Regions from separate parts of the Mus musculus genome. Here all the other regions are linked to region 1. The links are chromatin contacts, called in public Hi-C maps. All regions are on one chromosome and are shown on one strand. Each heading gives the region's core, a stretch centred on a gene start, on an enhancer-like site or on the middle of the called end of the contact. The rest is flanking DNA. Distances are from core to core; before and after follow the strand shown.

What was found. Hi-C and Micro-C count contacts between places; a contact is called where the count stands out from the background.
Region 2: a Hi-C map of cerebral cortex shows a contact between it and region 1, with 2.7 times the contacts expected there. The contact joins two enhancer-like sites. A contact is called at or near these places in 4 of 39 promoter capture datasets (the 3T3-L1 cell line, the HPC-7 cell line and hippocampal neurons), 16 of 484 Hi-C or Micro-C datasets (the CH12 cell line, the MNK3 cell line, adipose-derived mesenchymal stem cells and 10 more) and 2 of 115 datasets of contacts at active chromatin or transcription factors (embryonic stem cells and neural progenitor cells).
Region 3: a Hi-C map of cerebral cortex shows a contact between it and region 1, with 4 times the contacts expected there. The contact joins two enhancer-like sites. A contact is called at or near these places in 2 of 484 Hi-C or Micro-C datasets (3T3-L1-derived adipocytes and cerebral cortex) and 2 of 115 datasets of contacts at active chromatin or transcription factors (bone marrow-derived dendritic cells and embryonic midbrain).

Annotation. Positions count from the first base shown.
Region 1 is chr7:84,446,432-84,451,286 of GRCm38.p6, reverse strand. All of the region lies in intron 1 of Gm31284 (a long non-coding RNA gene), which reads right to left. Among named protein-coding and RNA genes, the nearest start is that of Gm31284, 19 kb to the right of the region's middle. Within about 2 kb of position 2,031, at least 32 of the 459 cell types and tissues checked have an H3K27ac peak or open chromatin away from gene starts, as enhancers often do. A contact at or near this core is called in the CH12 cell line, cerebral cortex, cortical neurons and 2 more, where this site is marked.
Region 2 is chr7:84,777,744-84,782,598 of GRCm38.p6, reverse strand. No RefSeq gene overlaps it. Among named protein-coding and RNA genes, the nearest start is that of Olfr291, 73 kb to the left of the region's middle. Within about 2 kb of position 2,873, at least 282 of the 459 cell types and tissues checked have an H3K27ac peak or open chromatin away from gene starts, as enhancers often do. A contact at or near this core is called in the CH12 cell line, cerebral cortex, cortical neurons and 2 more, where this site is marked.
Region 3 is chr7:84,747,677-84,752,531 of GRCm38.p6, reverse strand. The region is part of intron 2 of 2610206C17Rik (RIKEN cDNA 2610206C17 gene); the gene reads right to left. Among named protein-coding and RNA genes, the nearest start is that of Zfand6, 60 kb to the right of the region's middle. Within about 2 kb of position 2,566, at least 107 of the 459 cell types and tissues checked have an H3K27ac peak or open chromatin away from gene starts, as enhancers often do. A contact at or near this core is called in cerebral cortex, where this site is marked.

The DNA of each region.
Region 1 (4,855 bases), core at 782-3,281:
AAACCAATTCCCATTTCTGCTGGTAAGGCCAGCTAGAGCGGGGTTTGAGACTCATTTTAACTTTGTCAGTTGGTCAGGCTTAAGAAGACAACATCTGGGGGACTTTTGAGATAGCATTGGAAATGTAAATGAGGAAAATACCTAATTAAAAATATATATAAAAAAAGAAAAATTGTATGCTTGTAGTCTCCTAAGAATCAAAGGAATGGGGTCACTACTAGATGCTGATCCATAAGATAATGAAAAGAAAACTCGGAGTAAATGATTGGATTGATGTGTAAATAAATAAATAAATAAATAAAACTGTGGAAAAAAAGAAGATTGGAGTTACTACCTTGGCCTGCTTTCCTATTACAGCCTAAAGATTGAGGCTTGTTTTCTTGTCCTTGGCCAATGTCAGATTCCTGCCTAGAGGCATTCCATAGATCTCTCCTCAAAGCATTCCATAAAGAATACGTCTACTATATTTATAAACAGCCCTTCTATGGGAGAGAAGTATATGTGACTAGATCACATGTTTGTTCTTTTGAGTTTCCTCCTACTTCAACACAGATAATCGAATAGTGTGCTGTAGCCAGTGTTTTAAAATGTTAAAACATAAAGCTTTAATTTGTATATTAAGAGTATATATATATATATATATAGAGAGAGAGAGAGAGAGAGAGCGTCCTCAGAGTTTACAATTGCTTAAAGTTGTTCATCCCTCAGATACTATGAATTTGCAATTTTGCAATTGTTTATGCATATACAACTCATAAGAACACAAAAATAACTGGCCATATAACCTTGTTCTTTACATCATCAAAATAGTAATGGCTTAAGATAATACTTTAGTATTTAAAAAAATGTACATGTCAAATTGTAAAAATTTGTTCTCAATGTCTTCAGTTTCTACCTGTTTCCACATAATGGTGTTAATTTTTGAGGACTTATACTTAATTATTGCAAATGGATACTCTTATTTCTGATTAAATAAATAATTAATTAAATAAAAAAAAAGAAGACAACATCTATTTTGCAAGTCTCTTGGGGCATTCACAGGCTTAGTAATTGTTTGGCTTGGTTTTGCTTTTTTTTTTTTGTTTTTGTTTTTGTTTTTTTCCAATCTCATCAATTTAAATGGATTTGGAAATGATAGACCCTAGTTATTGCCATAGGCATTGAACTTTTCCACTCTCTTATTTATCCATTGCATTTATGATTTTCAGTCTTCTTTGTGAAACAAGAAAGAATAATCAGCTGCTTTGAATTTGTTGCCTGTTTCACGTGACATCAAAGCATGGTGCACTTAGCTCCTTGCCTGCAGCTTCTACATCTGGGGATGGAACCAAAAGCACAGAAAATTCATTTTGTTTTGTTTTGTTTTGTTTTTTTAAAACAATCTGTAGTTTTAGTGTAAAAATTATTTTTATTTCCTCAACACAACATGACAACTACGTAAACAGCCTTCACATCACATTTACAATTATAATTAGAGATAATGCATGTGGAAGATGCATGCAAATTCTAGGCACCATTTTATACAAGGAACTTGAACAGCTTCAGATTTTGGGGCGGGAGGGGTGTGTCCATTACAATCATTCCCAGTGGATTCTGAGAGATGACCATGTTCAGCAAATGTATTATTTTCTTGCAATTTCTGATCTTGTTTAAAGATGTCTCTTTAGGCTCATGTACCTAAGTGGTGAACAACATCAGGAACAGCTGAGACCAAACACGATAGCTACTGCTATACTACAAAATACACTGAAGCTCTGAGCAACAGCAGGAATGAGCTCGCAGCTTTAGTGGGGCTCAGAGGACCTGTGTTTCAGAGCTCTCAAGCCACCATCCAGTCAGTAGATGGGGCTTCAGTCACCTTGAGACTGACTAGGAAGAGCTTGCTTCCCAGCTCATGTGGTTGTTGGTAGGTACTAGCTCTTGACAACAGGCTATCTCCAGGCCTGCCAGCTGGGCTTCTCTATAGTGTAGCTCAACGCCAGCTGCTAGCTTCATCAGAGCAGTAAGAACTGGGGGCAGTGCCAGCCCGAGAGAGGGGAGTCACATTGAAAGCAGCCTCACAGTGTTGTGCTCCAGTCTCTAGCAGCCAGACATGAGGTCTAAGCCACACTGTGGAGATTGTTTTCTGAGGAAGTGAAAACTCACAGGTAGGAAGCAATTGTGATCATCTTCAAGAACTGCCAGCTGGTGTGAAAGAGAACATGTATTTCATTCTGGAAATAAAACAGCAACTTTGTCCTAGAGTAGACATTCATGTTCTGGTTCCTTTTTTGTTCTAATTTTAAACTTTAATTGAATCTGTTCTTTTTTAATGGAAAGTTGGGAGACAAATATGTACAAGTAATATTTTTCACTGTGTATTAATGAATATACCTTTAATAACCAAGATCCACCTTCAGACTGAGGGAACTATTCAATTAAAAGTTCCTGGTTTTCAAACCACATCAGTTCAAGCAGAAATTAACTTTCAGATGCACAAGTGCACAACAGGGTGTATCTCATCTGCTACACATGGGTCTTTATAATCTGATTAAGCCACTCATGGATTAGTGAGCAGAGAGTCCAGAGCCTGCTCCCTCTCCATTCACTATGCAGAGGTTGTTTGATGTGCTCTTTAAAGCCAATTCATTGGCTTTTTATATTTTCATTTTGAAAAGAAAGGCTTTATAAAGTCTTTTTTGCAAACCACATCAAAATAAAAACTCTGCTTAGCAACAGGCATGGAAATATGGGGATTTACCAAACCCCAAAGACTTGAAAGTCCTTTACATCAGTATTTTCTTGGGAATTAAATGTCTATTCAAACACAAAACTCAGATGGAAAGGGTATCCATTAACCATGCATTTACAATTTTATTTAGCGGTGCAAATTTCTGTTTGCTAGCTAGAGTTCACAAGGGTGGAGTTTTGTTTAGAAGCTTCAAAGAAAAGTAAGCAGAGAAAAGTTTTGTGTATGTGTAAGGGGAAATATTTATATTTGGGATGGGTTTTGCAACACTAGACAGGAAAATAGGAAATTCATGAAACATATGGTGAGAGACAGTTAATCTTTGAAAAGGCTGTCTTTGGTCACGGGAACCAATTACGCCACTCCCATTCATGTCAAGAAGATATTTATTCACATAATTAAGCTTGCAGTATAGACACTGAATAAGCACAAGAATGTCATATTTATTCCAGATTAAAGAATCATAATCTAAAAAGGCATGTTAGAGTGTTTCTTTGTGTAAGTGCTGTATGTGGGTCTTCATGAGTGTGCAAATGTGCATGCATGTGTGTGAGTGTGCATGCATCTGTGTGACTATGCATGGGGTGTGTGTGTGTGTGTGTGTGTGTGTGCTCGTGAATGTTCCTAGGGGCTGAAAGTTACAATGTCCTTTCCTCTACTGCTCTCCACCCTGCGTGAGACTGTATCTCACTGAACCTGGTACTGACCAGTTGCCCAGTTAGCTCTAGTGATGTGTCTGCCTCCTGCCCTCCAGAGCTAGGACTACAGAGGCATTTATCTTCACCTGGCTTTTTTTTTTTTATGTGGGTGCTGAAGATCTCAACTCAAGTCCCCATGCCGCGAGATTACCCTCCGAGCCACTGTGGCTTACTGTGGCTTTCTTTTTCATTTCTTATAAATGGAATTATTTAACCCAGGTCTTTGTTGTCAGGCTTCTTCCACCAGCATACTCACTGGGAGTTATGGCCATGTTGTTGTATGTGTCCTAGATTTGCTCCTTGTTTGCTGCCGAATCACTATTTACAGTATGAATGCGCAAACCTTGCTCACCCGTCATCTGTTGAAAACGTGTGTTTGCTGGTTTGGGTTATAAATTAATAGAGGTGGAGTGCACATTTGTTTAACAGGCATGTGCTTCCATTGCTCTTGGGTGAAGATTTCACTGTGGTGTAGGGAGGATGACCAGAAAGGGCACCTGTAACTTTTTTCTTTTTACTAAACTACCAAGAGTCCATTTTGTGAAGAGAGTATGTCATTCTACACTTGCACCAGCAGTGGGCGCTAAGCCCCACATCCTGAAAGTGCTACCATCTACCAATAGCACCACCTTGGGGCCTTAAAGGAGCATTTATCCAAATGCCAACTGGCTGGTTCCTTTTTAATTCAGCGAGACTCAGAAGTGGAGGAATTGATGAGAGAGATGTGATTATCTGTCTGCCTGTCTTTCTATCGGAAAATGTGTGTGAGGTATTTTTTTAATCCATAAATAAGAGCGAAGTCCTGTTGTTTCCCAGGACAGATGCAAATAGAAGTCATATTAAATTAATTAAGTCAGTCTTAAAGATGAATATCATGTTTTCTTTCATTTATGATTTCTAGAAAGACACAAAAGCATACGTGCATATACAATATGAAAACAGAACTGAACTCTTTGGGGGACAAAGAGGACTAATGGGAGGGATCAAAAAAGGGAGAATTGGAGCTTAGAAGGGGTATGTGCTCAACATACAATATGTACAATATGTCTGAAAACTTAAAACCTCAAAGAAATTTCTTTTTAGGTTGAATGAGTTTTGTGCCTATGACAAGGGCTGGGGACACCAGGAGTTTGTGCCTTGAGATCAGATTGACTTATCAGAATTCTACCTCTCACTAGCAACTGTGTTGCCTCAGTTTCCTCATTGTAAAGTGCATTAAATAATTGTCTACTTTATAAGGTTTTAGAAGATAAATACATTGATGCATGTAGGCCACTATGTGCTGTGCATAAATTCCCACATAATGCAAATGGATTACAATCCCTCACCATGCTGATGAAAAAATTCGTTTAGCATTGATCCTAGGGATTAAGAGAGAGATTCTTGTAATCGCATTTTCATTTTTATGAATGACTCTTTATTGAATTTC
Region 2 (4,855 bases), core at 1,624-4,123, 330 kb before region 1:
GAGTATTGAGGTTTTGAGATGTAGGCAGAAGGGTCTTTGAATATAATTGAAGGGGTTTGTGATGTGTAGCAAGAGAAGAACACGTGGTATCCCAGGTGGCAGGATTGACTAAAAAAGGGAACAAGGGACAGGAGTGGTCTGAGGATTCAGGAGAGAGAAAGAGTACAAGTGGAGGTCAAAGAAAGGAGGATGAGGGACACAGAGTTGTGGCCAGGTTGGAAGGCATATTTATTATTTCAGAGAGGACATCTCTCCCTAGTAAAAGAATAGGGCATGAAAATATAAAGAGGAAGGAGTGGGGAAAGAAAAAGCCTTTAAAAGAACAAGTTAAGGGAGGGGTCTGGAAAGGTGGCTATGTACTCCAGCTAAGTGGGAGGGATATGAAAGAGGGAAAGGGGGTGAGTGGACCCCCCAGAATTCCATCATGACTGAGAAAGTGGACCCAGTATACAGGAGGAATGTGATGAGGCAACCTGACAGAAGTGAGACCCTAGGCTCCTAGAGTTTAATGGACGTGGTCAGAGCCCAGGCCCTGTCAGTCCTCAGTTGCTAGGCCAAACAGGTCCAAGAAGAATTCAGGAAGGCTGGATGGAACCCAGGGAAGTTGTGCCCTAGTGATCCCCAGTAACCCTGTGGACACTTAGAACAAGAACAGGTAGGCCTTCAAAGATTTGAACAGGTGCAGGCACAGTGACCTTCCTTGCCACACTTGAAGCAGGGACCTAGTGGCTCCTTCTGGGAATTCATTAGAGATCCTGATCCAAGAGTTAGTACTTGTGTTGCACTCATTACAATTATGGAAGACCTTAAAAGCCAAGGCCAGAACCTTGGCTTGGGGTAAAAGTAGGCCTTGGTCATTTGAATTTGGCCCTTATGTCTGAGTAGAACTGAGCAAAACATAGATCATAAAAAGTTGTTGGTCAACTAAGGTGTCTAGGTCTATGTTTGCATGTTCAAGTAGGGACTGTGTGGTGCATCAGAGGAAATGAGAGGGATTTTCAGGCTTGCCCAATTATCTCATGGACTTTTTGAAAGTTAATTGGTTTTAGGGTAGCTCTCCTCAGGCCAGAAAGGAGACAAGTAATAAACCAGTCCCTGGCCTGATAATCATCACCGTCATTGTAATCTCAATGAGTATCTATGTTAGAGGCTGCTGCAGCTCTGGCAAGGTAGGTCCTGTGTGTTTGGTGTATTTGATCTGCATGGTCACAGGCCTTTTTCCATACATGTATGCATTACCCAGAGAGGAGGTTATTGGAAAGGAGCATAGAGACGTCATGAAAGGTATGGTCACAAGATTGTGTTATAAAATGTTTGATAAAGGTGGTAAGGTCTGAGGTAAAGGAAACTAGACATTTTTTAACCTATTAACAGGATTTTTGGACGTTTAATAACAGACACCAGATTTTGAAGGGGAATCCACAAACAATGCCAAACTCAACAGAAAATGCCTACGAATCATCCATACGAGTCTGCCCAAACCAATAAAGTTTGTGGCTCGGTGCAGTCTTTCTGGTCCCACAAGACAGAGCAGGGACAATAGAACAGAGCAGGAATGCTCAATGATCTATCAAAACCCAAAAAACCTAGGGGATGCTTGAAACAGCAAGAAATGGGGGATAAGAAGTTGAGGCAACAGAAGGACCAGAAAGTGTAGAAGGGAGGGCAGAGCTACTAGCCAATCTTAGTCACATCACCAAAATGAAAGGACCTCCAAGTCTACACAAAACACACCCATACACCAAACCCTTACTCCAAAGGAGATTTATTTACCCTAGAAGGATCAGTGGGCTGCTCTGCACCCCACAAAGACAGCAGCAGGAAGCACTGCAGGAATGGTTTTTTAAGAAGAAAGGGGGGAGGGAGTTTATGCTAAGATGAGTTGTGTACTATGTGAACTGAGATTTAATATTAAGAGTAGAATAAAAAAAAAAACTGTGTTTACTTCATCCAGGGTTGCCAAGGAAAGCAGAAATATCTTCCAAATAGCTGCCATTAAAACCTCTATACATTGTCAATTTATTGCAATAGTAATATTAATAATAAACTCTGACGTAGAAAAACACAAACATGTCCAATCATGTTTCTGACATAGTAAACCCAGACAATAGAGCTGCTATTCCAGGATGCCTGGGGCCCTAGTTTCCCATCCCTGGCAAAACAAAAACAGAAAACAAAAAGAAACAAAAGCAAAACAGAAAAGCAATCTGCTCCTTTCAGGGACTATAAGGATAACCCTGAATGCTAACTTAGCCAGTACAGGAAGAAAAAAAAAAAAAAAAAACGTTCATCCTACCTCTCTTTCCACAACTCTAACTCTCACCATGGGTTTGCAAGGGTAATTTTATCTATTATTATCTTGATAAGGAAACAGGTTCAGAATTAACCAGTACAAAGATGAAGCTAATGCAAAAGCAGAGAAGCCAGATTAAATCCAGATGTGTCTTCCAAGGCTCCATCACTCTGCTTTCCTTTGAAAACATCACTTGTTTCCCTCGTGTAAACTCACCTGATCATATTCCTTTAGAAAATGTTCCAGCTCTCCCATCTAGGTTGCCACATACATACATACATACATACATACATACATAGGTACATGGCTGTTGTTTTTGTATTCTTCGTCTTCACGATTTTCTCTTGCTTTATAGGGAAGATATCATCTTTTTTCATCCCTCGGGTACTACTAGATGTTGAATAATAAGTAACCTACATTTACCGTGCTCTATCTAAAACACTGACAAAGTCTTCCTCTTAATGGGACAAGGGTTTCATTCTGGAAAACAAAATCCACTACCAGACAGGCCAATGCTCTCAGAGGAGCTAACTACAAGTTTGTGCGCCCCCAAGTGGCCAGAGCGACCATCGGATCAAAAGCGCGCTCCCAAAATGACTACGCGTTATAAAAGAAGACTTGAGTCTCACTGTGGACGTGAGCAACACGGGAGGACCCGGCCCCACCGGATGACACGTACCCACCTGAGAGGCCGGGTGCGCGCCGGAACTGCGCCTGCGCAGATTAAGAAAAAGAAAGAAAGAAAGAGAAAAAAACGTGTGTATTGGACTTTCAAAACCGTAGTTTCTGTGATGCGAGGTACACAGGGCTTATACAATCGCCTCAGAATTTGGGACCTCCAGCCATGGGGGCTGCAGATGCTGCCTCATCTATACCCATCGCTCAGCGTCCTTCGATTCTGAAAGAACTGAGATCACAGGGGCCAACGCTATCCAGCCTCGCCTGCGGCACACGCTGTCTCCAGCAGGGGGCGATGAGGTGTCTGGTGCTGCCCACTGCTAGTGGTGCTGCAGCCCAGGTTCCTGTTGTTGGCTCCTTGAGGACTGCTAGATTGAGGTGGCAAGATAGAAAAAGACCTGCTGCCCCCAGGTACTAATTCCTATAGGTTAAAGAACAAAAGACTCCCTCGACCTACAAGGCATCTTCCTCCATTTGAGTGGGTACCTTGGCTGGTGAACCACATGGACCACATACAGAAATAGGCCCTGCCTAGAGGACGTTGTTCTCTTACCTCTGGAGAATTTAGAATTCAGAGAGAGTCATCCTGATCTTTATTGTCACAGAGTTCGGCAGTCATGTCACTGTAGAATAACTCGAACTTGGTTCTCCTGTAGGAAGTCTTCACAGAAAGCTTATTGGAAAGTGGAGAGAGACCCTGGGGTACTTCTGTGTTGGGAGAGTCTGGTAACAACACTGTCGCACATATAGAGAAGAGCACTACAGTTACCCTATATGAACAACCAGGAAATCCAGTGGATTAAGAGTTCATTTTCAGCCTATAAAGGTCTTAAATCTTTTAAATAACAAGCTGGATTCTAAAATTTTACAAGGTAATGTGAAAGTTTGGTAGACCCATGTTAACAGTGAGTTCATATGAGAATTCAAGCATTTCAAACTTTTTAAAAAAAAAGCATTGAAAATAAAGATCACAGGTGGAGATTATGGCTTCCAGATATTAAGTCAGACTGTAAAGCCTGATTTATAAGGCAGTGCTGATGCTGTAATACTCAAAGGGACTGTGGACTAACGGAAAGGCAGAAAATAGATCTAAAGCCATCTCAAACCACTGGGACATTCTTTTTTTTTAATAAATAAGTGTTGAAACAACATTCATAAGGAAAAAAACCTAAATTAATTAGAGATATAGTGTAAAAACTGACTCTATAAGTTCCAAAGAAAATAAGACAATAACCTTATTGAGAAAATCTTTTCTCAGAAGCATAGGTAGTGAAGCAAAAGGTAGATAGCTTTGCTAACAAAATACTTTAAACTGTCACAGCAAAAAACAAAATGATATCTAACAAGCTGGGGAAAAATTATAGCATATACTGCAAAGACTTGTATTTCTGTGGATAAAGGTCTAAACAACTGGCTTCCATAACAGAATACCTGTTTATAATAACCAGAAATTTATAATGGGTAATTTACAATAGACAAGAGTGTGTTCACCCACAGTTCTGGAAGCTGGCAATTAAGGGTTCTTCCTCACCATTTCTGGATAATCAATTTAATGACAAGACTGTTCAAGATAAATCTTTATATACACATATATACTTGATAGATAGATAGATAGATAGATAGATAGATAGATAGATAGATAGACAGATAGACAGACAGATAGACAGATGATACATGAAGTGGATGGCATGTGTGTGTACCACTGGCATGCAGTGCCCAAAGGGGCCAGAAGAGAGCATCACATCCTCTGGAATTGGACAGAGGCAAATGAATTGTCATATGGGTACTGGAAATTGAATCCCCATATTCAGGAAGAGTCAGGAAGAGCAACCAGTGCTCTTAACCACTGATCCATTTCTCCAGCCCTCAAGATAATTCTGTAAG
Region 3 (4,855 bases), core at 1,317-3,816, 300 kb before region 1:
AGGGCTCCAGGTTTGCAAAGCACCGGCAGGTCCTTGTATTCCAAGAGCAGCCCCCTGGGCACAGTCCACACTTAAGACCCTAAGCAAATCTCCTGGTAAGTAGCAGCAATTGTCTCTGATTTCTGACTGAGGGTCCTGCATGACCTTTCGTCCCTGCTGACGTGACATCCCTGTCTTAGTGAACTGTACTCTCTGAGCAAAATAAACTTTTCCTTCCTCAATCAGCCTTTAACACTGAGAAGAAAAGCTAAACAGAGTCACTTCAGGCTCTTTTGAGGGAGTGGTGTTTGGTTGTTTTTTTTGAGACAAGGTTTCTCCATGTAGCACTGGCTGTCCTGGAACTCTCTGTAGACCAGACTGGCATGGGATTCAGAGATTCACCTGCCTCTGCCTTCTGAGTGCTGTGACTAAAGTCATGAACCAACATTCTAGGTGGGGTTTTTCCCCCTCTTTTTTGTGAAGAATATTTTTTTTTATTAAATAGCATTAACTCTTTGGAGGGAAGAATGAACAAATACCTACTCATTCCAAACGGCACCAACAACAGACCAAAAAAATTATTCCATTCAAGCCTAGATGGGTGAGACAATGAGCTAATTGGGTTTACTTACAGGGTGATGGAATTATCTACAGTAGTGGTTCTCAACCTGTGAGTCTTGACACTCTGGAGGCAGAGGATACACATCAGATATCTTGGATATTCGATATTTACATTACAATTCGTAACAGTAGCAAGCTATGAAGTAGCAATGAAAGTGATTTTATGGATGGGCTCACCACAATGTGAGGAAGGTTCACAGCGTAAGGAAGGCTAAGAACCACTGATCTACAGGGAATCCAACAACTTATCTACGGCTATACCAGTTTATACATCCTCAGGGAAAGGCAGGGTCCTGTTAAGACCTCCTTGTCCTCATAAAAAAGGGTTAGTGGGCCCAATGTTTGGTGTAGATAATCACAGGTGCTCTGACAGCAAGACTCCAATACCCATGTGTATTAGTCAGGGTTCTCTAGAGTCACAGAACTTATGGATAATTTCTAAATAGTAAAGGAATTTATTGATGACTTACAGTCGGCAGCCCAATTCCCAACAATGATTCAGTCGCAGCTGTGAATGGAAGTCCAAGGATCTAGCAGTTACTCAGTCTCACGCAGCAAGCAGGCGAAGGAGCAAGAGCAAGAGCTAGACTCCCTTCTTCCAATGTCCTTATATTGTCTCCAGCAGAAGGTGGAGCCCAGATTAAAGGTGTGTTCCACCACACCTTTAATCCCAGATGAAAGGCGTAGCCCAGATTAAGGGTGTGTTCCTTAAACTCGGAGATTCAATCTTCTGGAATCCATAGCCACTATGGCTCAAGATCTTCAAACCAAGATCCAGATAAGGATCTCCAAGCCTCCAGATAAGGGTCACTGGTGAGCCTTCCAATTCCGGATTGTAGTTCATTCCAAATATTGTCAAGTTGACAACCAGGAATAGCCACTACACCATGCTTAGAGAGCAAAGTTTCACAGCACAGAGTTTTAATTTTAGCTTTTAAGCAAAAATAACTCTTTAGAGCTAGATAGCTCAGGTTTTCTTTTGTACAGGAAGAGGATAGAAAGTGAGTTTAGGGAGAGAGAAGGGAAGGTGTCAGAATAAATTGTGGTTCATCATCTCAAATTAGTTGCATATAGACTAATCCAGAAAAGGAAAAAAGAAAGAAAGAAAGAAAGAAAGAAAGAAAGAAAGAAAGAAAGAAAGAAAGAAAGAAAGGAGGAAGGGAGAAAGAAAGAGAGAGAAAAGAAAGACAGAAAGAAAGAACGAGAGAGAGAGAAAGAGAGAAAGAAAGAAAGAAAGAGAAAGAAAGGAGGAAGGGAGAAAGAAAGAGAGAGAAAAGAAAGACAGAAAGAAAGAACGAGAGAGAGAGAAAGAGAGAGAGAAAGAAAGAAAGAAAGGGAAAGAGAGAGAAAGAAAGAAAGAAAGAGAAAGGAAGAGAGAAAGAAAGAGATAAGAAAGAAAAAGAAAGACAGAAAGAACGAGAGAGAGAACGAGAGAAAGAGAGAGAGAAAGAAAGAAAGAAAGAAAGAAAGAAAGAAAGAAAGAAAGAAGGAAGGAAGGAAGGAAGGAAGGAAAGAAAGAAAGAAAGAAAGAAAGAAAGAAAGAAAGAAAGAAAGAAAGAAAGAAAGAAAGAAAGAAAGAAAGAAAGAAAGAAAGAAAGAAAGAAAGAAAGAAAGAAAGAAAGAAAGAAAGAAAGAAAGAAAGAAAGAAACTGTCCAGGGCCAGCCTAACAGCTCTTCCTCTTCACGGGTGCCATCTCGTGTTCTCAAGTGGAAGTGCATTAGAAGAGCGCAACCTTTTCAGATCAGGGTCCTTTTCAGTAAGAATTCCTGAACGCCGGACTGGGAAATGCTTCAGGTCAACACCAAATGCTTGGTCGGGAACAAAAATCCAGAGAAGACAACTCTTCTCTGGAAACACCTGCAGGCCAGTGAGGGCTGTGTCTGCAACAAACGTCCTCCGTCACAAAGAGCTCTTTCACTGGAATTTGGGGAGGGACGGTACAGCCCTTGAATTACTCCCTCTAGTGAAGGAGACAGGAAAATGCCTGAAAATCCTATCCGCGTGTGCCAAGTTAGCTGATAGCCAGGAACACCTTGGGCGAGTTGGAAAGCTTCTCGGAGGAGATTACAGGGAGCTGACGCTTCAGCTTGTGTAGGAGTTTGCCAGGCTGGAAGCGGGCATGGATAAATGATCCAGGCATACGGATGAGGGAGGAAAGCAAACAGAATCTGGGGGGAAAAAAAAACGCCCTGTTTCAAATTGAGTAGAATGTAATCAACAAGCAGGCAGAAAGGGAGCGGGTGGAAGACTGGCAGGACAGGTCACTGAGGGTCATTCAAAGGCTCAGTAAACCCCAGCCTGTGAGCCCTGGGGCTTGAGGCAAGGCAAGTCTATTCTTTAGAAAGAGCCGCCTGGACTCGCTCAGCTCACCTCTGGCATATTTCCAAGCTCATTTGTTTCTGTTTCCTTAATAAACTATCCTTTTTCCTACTGGGAAAAAAAAAAGTGGAAAGACGGGAATGGGAGACAGAGAGGATGGGAGTGGGGAAGAGTGAGAGAGGGAGGGAGAATGGGAAATGAACATGAAAAGAATCTGTCTGCCCGCAGTAACCAGTGGTCCGTGAATGGGGAACCTCAGAAGTAAGTAGGTGAGAGACACAATGGCTCTGGTAAGAAACACTAGAGAGACATGTTAAATGCCAGATAGCCAAGGATCCTGCGGCTTGAGATGCATTCTTTCCAGGGAGCCAAGGCAGTAGGGCCGGAACATTGGCAAGGTGTGGGCTGGAGGTAGGGAGTCATGAATCTTTTTATGGCCCTGCAGTCTTGGAAGAGGTTGAACTCAGTCCTGAAGGGTGGGGGTAAAAGATAGTAAGTAGATGGGCATTGGACAGTCCTAACCCAAATCCTAGATTTTGACTTTAAGCTTCTAACAGTGGACCCTGCAATACCATGAAGAAGTGCCAAGGACTTCTTATAAAAGCCAGGTGCAGATATAACCCAAGCTTGTAAGGGTACTAAGACATTCCACTAAACCCTAGAGGGTCCCCACGCAACTTGTTTTGTCATGCCTGTGAATGAGCCAGTGTATAAAAAGCTGAATAGTAGTTTTCTTTTCCCGTGTTCTACTCCACATCTGAACATCTTGATATCTTCCCTTAGAGGCCTGGAACTTTCTGGATGCCAAAGCAAAAGAGAGTTCCCTGTTTGAGCACACACCAGGATGACACTAGGAACCAGTCAAATAATAAGTGGATAATCATCAAAAGCAATTTTGTCATTATGGGAAGTTTTCAGGGTTTTTGGTTTTTGACAGATTATCAATTAAATATAACAAAACTTCCATTCTTGTTTCCTTATTTAGTTTTTTAAAAAAATCTCACTGCTGATCATAAAAAACAGAATGAGAATTTATGCTAAACCCTAGCAAAAAAATTAAAAACTTTACCCATGGACATATAAGTAAATAAAATATTAATAATGTTTACTGTTCCACCTATCTCATTCAGAGATGTATTTCCAATAAATATGCATTTTATAGTAGAGATATGCTAAGAATAATTGTAATGAATCAAAAATTTTTTATTGTGATTGTGTGTGTGTGTGTGTGTGTGTACAAGTGTACACATATGAGTACCACAGTGCACACATGGAGGTGAGGGTATAAACTGTGGGAGTTAGTTCTCTCCTTCCACCTTTATGTGAATTCTGAGAACAGAGCTCAGATCATCAGGCTTATACTGCAAGAGGTTTTACCTGCTGAGCCTTTGTTCTGGCCCCCAAAGAAATGTTTACCTTAGTGAGTTATTGTAGGAAATGCAGATAGATGCCAGGTATTTCAAGGATTTACTTGTGAGCCCACATCCTCAGAGTGTCAGACCAAACCTCAGGGTGACTCAGACTTGGTGTGACTGGTCAGGGGAAGATGGCAAGGGAAGCAGTGCCAGAGTTCTGAGAAGCCAGCTGCTTGTTTACACTGGACAGAAGCAGCGTGATCCCTGAACTGAATCAGTTATCTTAAGGCAGACAGTCTGCATACAGCAGGTTTTCCCAACTTCCCTGTTCCACCCCAACCTGCCTGCCTCAGGACAGAGAGCAGAGGCTCAGAGCATCAGTGAGTCAGCCCCAGGCACAGGACAGGAGCTATGGTGTTCTCGCCCCCCAGGATGGATTGCCTCTTTCTCCTTATGCCTCCACATTATTGAGGACAGGACTACTACCCTAAACAGATTGTTGTCTTCATTTTGACTCTTCATGGCCTGACAGTTGAGAGTATGGGCTTCTGACTTTTTCCAGTTCCTCTTCCTGCCCTCG